Linked DNA regions of Arachis hypogaea: region 1 is linked to region 2. Evidence: chromatin contacts called from public Hi-C data. All regions are on one chromosome and are shown on one strand. Each heading gives the region's core, a stretch centred on a gene start, on an enhancer-like site or on the middle of the called end of the contact. The rest is flanking DNA. Distances are from core to core; before and after follow the strand shown.

Region 1 (4,570 bases), core at 372-2,871, 980 kb after region 2:
ACTCAGTCGAACTAGGATATCTCAGACCACAAATAAACTGCTTAATCTCATGCGGAATAGGCGTGGTAAGACTATCAACCTTCCAAGACACCCCTTTCCACAAGTCAGCCACTATGAAATCTGATTCAGAAATATGTATAAGGAACAAGGTTGCAAAGCTTACCAAAAGGAGTCTACTCATCATACCAAATTGATTTGTGGACATCCCTAATATTCCAATGAAGCCCTTCCTTAAGATGCTCATAGGCACTAACAATGTTCTTCCAGGTAGCCGATGAAGAATTTCTACTGTTTTCGTTCATACCAGATTGATTCCTGAGATATTTATGCTTCAGAACCTGCACCCACAACTTCTCACTATTATTTAGACAATCCCATACCAACTTTTTCAGAAGCGCCATGTTAGCACAGGTAGTATCCCCAATACCCAATCCTCCTTCCATTTTAGGAGTTATGGCGACCTCCCACCTGACCAGAGGCAGCCCAATAAGATACGGAGGATTGGGTATTAGGGATACTACCTGTGCTAACATGGCGTTTCTGGGAAAGTTGGTATGAGATTGTCTAAATAATAGTGAGAAGTTGTGGGTGCAGGTTTTGAAGCATAAATATCTCAAGAATCAATCTGGTATGAACGAAAACAGTAGAAATTCTTCATCGGCTACCTGGAAGAACATTATTAGTGCCTATGAGCATCTCAAGGAAGGGTTTCATTGGAATATTGGGGATGTCTACAAATCAGTTTGGTATGATGAGCGGACTCCTTTTGGTAAGCTTTGCAACCTTGTTCCTTATGTACATATTTCTGAATTAGATTTTATAGTGACTGACTTATGAAAAAGGTGTATAAAAACTACTTATTATTTTTAGTATATAAAAAATTTTGCGTAAAAATGAGCGAATGAAAAAAATCTAACGATTTTTGATGTATAATTTTTTATATAAGTGTAAATTTTCTTATATATACAAAAATATTATAAAACTTTTTATAGTTTAAGAATTGTAAATATTATTTAATCATATTATTTTTATTATTATCTAAATTATTTGGTCTATTCTATTTATTTCTTATCTACAAATTTTAATGGTAATATTCTTTTTTATTGACTTTATACCCAACAAGTTCCAATTTCATTGTTAATTTGAACAATTTAAAAACTTCTCACATATTAATAAATTTATAAGTTACTACTTTTTTTTATGTGACCTTCTTATTTGAATTGAATTTATCATTATTTCAATTATAAAGTTCTTACACATTCGATATATATATATAGTTTTCCAGAAAACAATAACAAGAAAAAGACAACTATTTTATTTTTTAAAAATTATATAAGATGTAAAAGATAAAAGATATGATTCAGTAGTATTTCTTAAATAAAAAGGAAACAATACCAAGCTTATGAAAAAGGACATAGTACTATAGTAGACAAACTATTTACATCTAAAATTACAAGATAAGATAAGATACGAAAAATAATAAATAGTTTTTTATAAATATTATCTAAAATGGTTTAAGTTGATAAAATTATCCCTAAGTAACTAAACACTGTTTTATACGGAGTTACGGACACTTAATTATGCGTTATTATTTTAGGAAAAATAATCATATTTTACATTTATTATTTTTTTGAAAAAAGAACACCGTCTTATAAATTAGCCGAAGGCCCAATCCAAGCCCATTCCTAAAACCCTAACAAATAGCAATGTGTGTTTGTCACCGTCGTAACTCGTTTGTTGCAGCTGAGCAGTGAGTATCGAGTAGCGAATCAATCAAATTGGAGCTACGAACATGGCGGCGAGCGATCGCACAGTATTGCAGTTTTCTTCTTCGTCCTCTTCTTCGACGAGCTTGTCTGCGAGGGTGCACCCTCTGGTTGTGTTCAACATCTGCGATTGCTACGTTCGGCGCCCCGACCAAGCTGAGCGCGTCATTGGAACCCTACTCGGCTCCGTCCTCCCCGATGGCACCGTCGATATTCGCAACTCCTACGCCGTTCCTCATAATGAGTCCGTCGATCAGGTCCCTTCACCCATCCAAATCACCACTTTATTTATTTTTTTATTTCGGGAACTGTTGTGAATGGAAATTTGTTAGCTGCACATGTGATTGGAGATCAGTAGTTCTAAATCTGGATATGAATCAAGCGATTGGATTTTTATTTATAGGTTTATATTCAGTTTTTTTTCATGTTTATTCGATTTATTATTTCAGTATATGGTTTGATTTTTTTGAAATAGAGTATAAGTTGCTCCATAGTATTTCATGCTTGTGCTAAACAATATGGTAGGTAATGTTACTGGGTATTTGTTGTGTGGTTTATCACTTCATTCTCGTTATCAATTGTTTCTTCATAATTATAGATCGTAGCCTGTAGCAGTGTATGTATGTGCCTCGCACTCGATGTGGCTTCATATTGGTGAAATATTAAACTTATAGTTCGTTATGATTATGATGATGTTGATACATTTTTTTTGAACAACCAACACTGGTGAGAGAGGTTTCATGTGGTATGAGTGTCAACCTGACCGGTTTAAGCCTTGTGTGCGGCCCGAATCTTCTTTTATCTTATGGGTAGGCTTTTAGGCTAATATGGTGGATTTTTTTTACTGAAACTGAGGAAGTTACGGTAACAAACATCAGTAGATAAGAGTTTCGGCTAATCTTGTTATTGGATGTATTTTTTAGTTTACTTCTATTGTATCCTATAATTGCATTTCCTGAGTTTTCCCTCCGACTAGGTTCTATTAGGTGATGATGGCATTCTTTACTTCTGTTTTTTTCCTTTTGAAGGCAGTTCTTTTCACTTCTTGTTGATAGGGCTAATAATTTTTTCCCAAAGCTATTAGTATGACTGAATTATATAGAATTTAGAAAGGAAGCTTGAAGTGCATGATTATAAATTTGTTCTCCAGACATTAGTCAGGTATCCTCTTCAATGCATTATTGATGATACCGTTACAAGTCTGGAAAATTAATTGAGTCCATCGTTACAGATGTGATTGTTTTCAGTGCTCACATCTGCTCCATTGGGCCTCCACATCTCAAAAGTATGAGTTTTAATTTCTTTTACCAAATAAACAAAAGTGTTCATAAATTTGGTTTTCAAGAAAATGTGGGAGCACAGATATTTGGTGCACGGATAGTTGCCATTATCATATGGAATCAGGGGAAATAGTTGTAAACAAGAAATCTACTTTTGACCTTTTAATTTCCTCTTCTGGTGACTATTTAAACATTTACTCTCAAATAGATATTATAATTTTTTTTCTTTTCCTTTCAGGTTGCCCTGGATATTGAGTATCACCACAACATGTTAATATCCCACCAAAAAGTGAATCCAAAGGAAGTCATAGTTGGATGGTAAGAAAATTTACTTTAATATGGATTGTCTTAAACTTGTTGCTGAAGTGCTATGCAATAGTCTTATTGTTGAGGTGTTGACCAATAATGCTCTGAAACTCTTAGGGCCTAGGTGAAAAAAGTTTCTTGTCTTTTGGTTTTTGCAGGGCCCAGTGTTTTGTCAATTTTTGTACAGTGTTATGCAAGAAGTTATCTGAAAAATGTGTTTCCTGGAAACGTCTATTTGATGAATATGGTGCTATCACATCTTAGTGAATTTAAAGCAAATGATTTATCCAAAGGGATCTTCGCTAATTAATTGCAAAGAAACTGCAATGATGTTTGTTTGTGTTTAAATGTTTCTCTCCTGTTTTTCTTCCCTGCCCTTTTATGTGTTTGGTTGATCCATTCAGGTATTCAACTGGTCTCGGAGTTACTGGTGGTAGTGCATTGATCCATGAATTTTATTCTAGAGAAGTACCCAATCCCATACATTTGACTGTTGATACTGGATTCACAAATGGAGAGGGTACCATAAAGGCATATGTTTCAAACAATTTATCTCTCGGAGACCGCCAAATTGCTGCACAGTTTCAAGAAATTCCATTGGATCTTCGTATGGTTGAGGCTGAGCGAGTTGGATGTAAGTATGGACTGTTGTAAAGCTCATGCATTTTTTCTCCTTCGATGAATTTTTAATTTCCAAAGATTTGTGTGTTTTCTTTCATGGATACTGGATACATCTGTAGACAGTTAGTGCTTCAAATTTCCTTGTTACATAATCAATGGCTGCTATTTCTCTAAGTTGTATTTTGAAGAAAACTAAGTGGCTATGAATATTTTGAAATTATTTAATAGATATATTGCTTTTTTTGCCAAAATAAAAAAAAATTCCACATACTGTTTTCTATCTGCATAATACTCATGTATGAAGAGATTCCACAAAATGTACAGTGTTTCCATACCCTGTTTTGAAAGAATTGTTTGAGATTCACATATAGATAAGCTGTTCCGTATTATATTTTTTTACTATAGAAGAATGCTCTCTTACATTTGTGTGAGGTCATTCTGATTCTTACTTCTGCTATACAATGCCCTGTGAATATCTTTTTCAGCTTATCATTTGCTTTTTTTTCTTGCGATAACATTATAGTTAAGTAGTGTGTAAGCTTATGCAGCTAAATGTTACATCGATTGGTTGAAGCTAATTGCATGATTATTCCATGT
Region 2 (4,976 bases), core at 957-3,456:
AATACTTCTTTTACTAGAAAACACTGTCCAAGGTTGATTAACTCTTCACAAAAAATCACTTCATAACAAGCTCACAAAATCTGGTTCTCTCTCCTTGTCTTCAGAAAGAAGAAAAATTTTTCTTTTGTACCTCTTTCATTGTTGCTAAGTTGCTTTCTTCCAAGTCAACTCCTTGAGCTGTGTACTTCACCATCTTCCCATTTCACTATTTTCAATTAATCCCTAAATTAAGAATTTTGAATCTGAGCCTTTTTGCTTAACCGAAGACCTCAGGGTAGCATGAAAAAGTCTTTTAGTGGTAAACCCATATCTAAACCCTTGAGTTAGAACTTTGTCTCCAAGAAAAAATTTTGGCCTTTGATTCACACCAATAATTATTAGAAATCACTTTCTCCATTTATCCCATATTGGAGTAGCTGAGAGTTGGAGAAGGAGTGAAGAAAGTAAATTGCATGCAAATGGAAATAAATCACCTTTACCTTCTGACTTAGCTTGAAATAGTTTGATTTGGGTGATTAGACCTTTGCCTTTTGGATTAAACTTTCTCTTTCTTTTCTCTAAGTCTGACCGAAGCATATGTGAAGAGCTTGGAAGGCATTAGCTTGAGTGAAGTACCTTGGGCTTGGATTTTGTTCACTTACTTTTCAACCCATGAGATTTCTTTGTTATTTCTTATTTGGACTTTGTTTGTAAATGTTTCCCACAAGAGTAGATTCAGTTTCTTTGTTTCATTTTGGGCTACTGCTATGTTTACTAATTGTGGCCTGCATCACTTAGTCAAGCATGATCAATAGTAATTGGGTAGTTAACCCCAATAAAAATAATGTTTGTCATCATCAATTAATTTAGTTAATTTCTTAACTCAACAAAAGATAATTCTAATTAGATTATATATACATCCGTGTATGATCAATAAGAATTAATTGATTAACCACTTTATTTTCTCTGTATCTTTTCTCTTAAGTAATGAGACTAGATTGTAAATAATTCATCTCTTCTATCTCTCACCCTTGAGTCACTCTCTTAATTTGTAGACAACTCGAGTACTTTTTGCATTGTGTAATGAGTGTGGAGTTGAGAAACAAGGTTGAGTAGTTTCAATAATCAAAAGAGCATGTTGATCGCATTCGATTGAATTAATTTTTCAAGATTCTGTAATTCTCAATCGATTGTTCATTTTTCTTACGATCCATCATCCATTTTCTTCTTATTTCTTAAACCATGTAGCTTTAGTTAGTTGAATTTAAAGGAAAATCATGTGGGTTGAAATGAATCAAGCAAGTTTTAGTATGAGTTATAAGAAAACTTCATTACCCTCTAAAAGATCACTAAACCCCTTACCTATGCATGTTCCTTTTAAAATGAAGATTCTTAATCTAATTTAGTTATAAGATTTTGGATGAATCCTAATAAATAGAGACCAAAGGGTTGTCATCATTTCTTCTTTTTTAATTTTTTTTACACGTAATCTCTACTTTTAAATATACCAATTAACCCTTTAAATTAATTTTCTTTTTCAGATACATGAACATTAAACAAGACTTAAACATTTTCGGCTATCCCTAATAATACCATAATTCACTAGGCTAAAATCTCTCGAAATGACCACCTAACTAAGGTTTCGATTCATTTCTTCCAACTAAAAAAAACTTGTGTTGAGAGTGTTAATTGTTTCATACATAGGTAAGATAACCTAATTAAACTAGACCAAATTAATAGGACTTTTATCGAGAATAATGCAGACTGTGGTTTAGACTTCAGATTAAAAGATACATGCATTTGGTTTTTGGACGTTAAAAAAGAAATATGTATATTCTCAGTAACATCTATTCTTAGCCATAGTCAAAAAGGTAAGGACATAATCAAACAATAGAACACTTAATTAGTGAAATACACTAAAGCACCTAAGTTTCAAAAATAAAAAATGAAAAATAAAAGGGATATTTCTTTGCAACATCTAATTAGTTATAATTAGGAGTTATTCGCACCTAACGTTTGCAGAATTGATTCACTTTTTTTTTCGGTCCAGTAATCAACTTTATATGTTTCGGTCATGGTCCAGTAATCAACTAAAATTGGTTGCCTCCACAATCCACATCAATGTCATCAGGTAATCATTTTATAAACATTTAGGCTATATATGGGCCAGTTATTAATTGGGCCAAAATATTTGGTAGGAACTGGACCCGCAAATTATTTGTCAGTCTGTATTGGGGTTATTGATAATCTATACTCAAGCCTACGGTCCAACAATACGATAGACTCAAGACTGTGTCAGGTCTCGAGTAGGGTTCTTTGCTTAACCCAAGACCAAAAACAAAAGCTATCTCCTTCCCGGGCTCAATATTGTTAGATCCAAATTACATTGTTAGGCAGATAATAAAAAACATAAGCATTATTTTATCATGGGTTACATTGGTAAGATGGTATGCAAAAATTTACTGAAGGAGGCTAGATAAAGTTTAAAATATCTTTAAATAAAAATATTTGATCTTGTTCATAAATTAGATTATTATATATTAAATTTTTGACAGGTAACATAAATTATAAGTGTTGTCATTATTAAAAAGTATTTTTATATTCTTGAAATTGTTACTTTAGCTTTAACACCAATTCTATAATTTGTTTAAAATAAATTTTTAACAAAAAAATTGTTAGAAAGTTGTTTTACCTTTTTTTATCAATTTTTATAAATTTTATAATATTATTTTTTACTTCTATTTTATTATTATTTTGACATTTTTCTTATTTTTTGTGAATTTAATAATTTTTTTACGAGTTGAATTTTTATTTATAATTTTTATAATTCTTTTAAATTTTTTTATTTTAAGATCTATATTTTAATCTACCGATTTTTATTGATAATTATTCTGTTTTAGTCTAACAATTCTTATTTGTTTTTGAATTTCTTGACTAAAATGTTTTATTTTAAAATTAAGATTTAAAAAATTTATTTTATATTAATTTAAAAAAAATCAGTATCATTTGAATTAATATTAGTTAGAATCATTAATTTTTTATTTATTAATTTAAATAATTTAACTATTTTTTCTCTTAAATATTTTAGTTTACTTATTAATTCAATTTTATTCATAATTTACGTTTTTATTATTAACCCACGTTTAATTTCTTAAAACACGTTTTTTTAATTATGGCTAAATAAACAACTTTAGAAAATTTTATTTTTGCCATCTTTATATGAGTGGTGTCTAAATTTATCTCGTTAACAAAAATAATTAAAAATAAGAATTCTAAATACATTTTTAAAATATTTAAAAATATAATAAAAATAATTAATTTTTTTTCCGATAACAAAAACACTTACAAGCTCCTAACACAAGGACGTGATGAGCACCAAGCCATACACAAAGTTAAGAAGAAACCAAAATAAACAAAAAATTAGATATTAAATATTTATATATTTTTAAATATTAGAAATTAGATTTTAATATTAATTTTTATAAGTATTATTAGAAATATGAGACTTTTTTATTTTTAAAGTTTGATTATTTTACATCAAGTGAATTTATTTTTGTGTATCGAAATTTTTTAAAATAATTAAAAAACTATAGAGATCAATTTTACTCTAATGTTTTGTATGCACCTTATAAATAATTATAAAATATTTCAAAAACAAAAATTTGGACCAAATTGATAAACTACTTACTAAATAGTAAACATAAAAATTGTACGTTACTAATAAAAATAATTATTTTTTTATTATTTTTGTTTTTTTAATTATTCAAAAACTTATTTCTTGCTAATATCTTATAAATTTTTTAATACTATTTTTACCGTTTCTTTCTTTCTTTTTTTTTTTTTTTTGGTTATACACATACTCGTAAACTCATTTACTCATGCACACTAAAAATTCTTTTCAATTACAATTTAGTTACTGTTTGAGAATCAAACCTGATATGACTAATTATAAGACAAATAGTTTTGTCCCTGATACACAAACCTCAACCACTGTTGGAAAGATCCCGAGAACTCAAGCAGCGTCATGATCATGGCGAAGAGCTTCAAGAATGCTGGTGGGAGGATCAAGCCACTCCATATATTTATTCAGACTCCAAACTTCATGTTTTGCATCAAAGCAGCAACATTATTTTCCTTATACAACACTAAGTTAAAATGAATCTCCCATTCTCTTTCAAGTTTAGTAAATGTAAATAAATCTGATAATGTTAAGGAGATAACAATCAAAATCATTCTATTTAATTTAATATTTATAATATATACTAATAAATTATTCTATTGATAATTAATGAATACAAAATAACTAAAATAACGTTAAACTGTTTTAATATTTTATTGTTTTCTAAATATTTTTTATAGGTTTATAGTGTTGTTTCACTTGATTTTTAGTAATTTTGATAGTGTGTCAAATTAAGTTTGTATCAAAATCTCAATTCGGAGAACAGATACAACTCTTCTAAAAAAGAGTAGATTTCGAGAATTACTTAATATTAGTATTGAGAGTAAATTGTGCAATACAATACGATCAATAAAATAAAATCAAAATAAAAGAATAAAAAATGGGATTGAAACTGTTGAAAATGCAAAGAAATTGAATAACAAATGAAAATGAGTAAATTGAAATAAGAAATTTAAATAAAAAAATAAAACAACAATAAAAAAACAAATAATTAAATTAAAGCAACATGAAAAAAGCAAACAGAATTAATTTGAGATTAAAAGAAGTTAGATAATTGAATAAAAAGAAAAGATAATACTAAATGTTAGAAAAGAAAAGAAAACAACAAAATAAATAAAGAAAGAAAATTGACTCCAAATACTCACTTGCATTTGCACTTCATGATTTTTCGTTACGTCGTTAAAATTGAAAATTTTTGCATAACTTTGTGTGATCGTAAAGTGTTTTAATTGAAGTTCCTTAATTTTTTTAAACCTCTCTTATTTATAGACCACAAGAAATAAATTATATTGACACGATCTAGTTTTTTTCTTTTGCT

What was found. Hi-C and Micro-C count contacts between places; a contact is called where the count stands out from the background.
Region 1: a contact with region 2 is called in a Hi-C map of leaf, with 4 times the contacts expected there. The contact joins the promoter of LOC112715419 here to the enhancer-like site in region 2. A contact is called at or near these places in 3 of 8 Hi-C or Micro-C datasets (all in leaf).

What each region holds. Positions count from the first base shown.
Region 1 is chr10:26,123,761-26,128,330 of arahy.Tifrunner.gnm2.J5K5, forward strand. It overlaps LOC112715419 (eukaryotic translation initiation factor 3 subunit F), which reads left to right and starts at 1,622. Exons shown (of 6, transcript XM_025767187.2): 1 at 1,622-2,023; 2 at 3,285-3,364; 3 at 3,757-3,986. The coding sequence starts at 1,793.
Region 2 is chr10:25,140,310-25,145,285 of arahy.Tifrunner.gnm2.J5K5, forward strand. No RefSeq gene overlaps it. Among protein-coding and RNA genes, the nearest start is that of LOC140175479, 8.2 kb to the right of the region's middle. Within about 2 kb of position 2,207, at least 3 of the 3 cell types and tissues checked have open chromatin away from gene starts, as enhancers often do.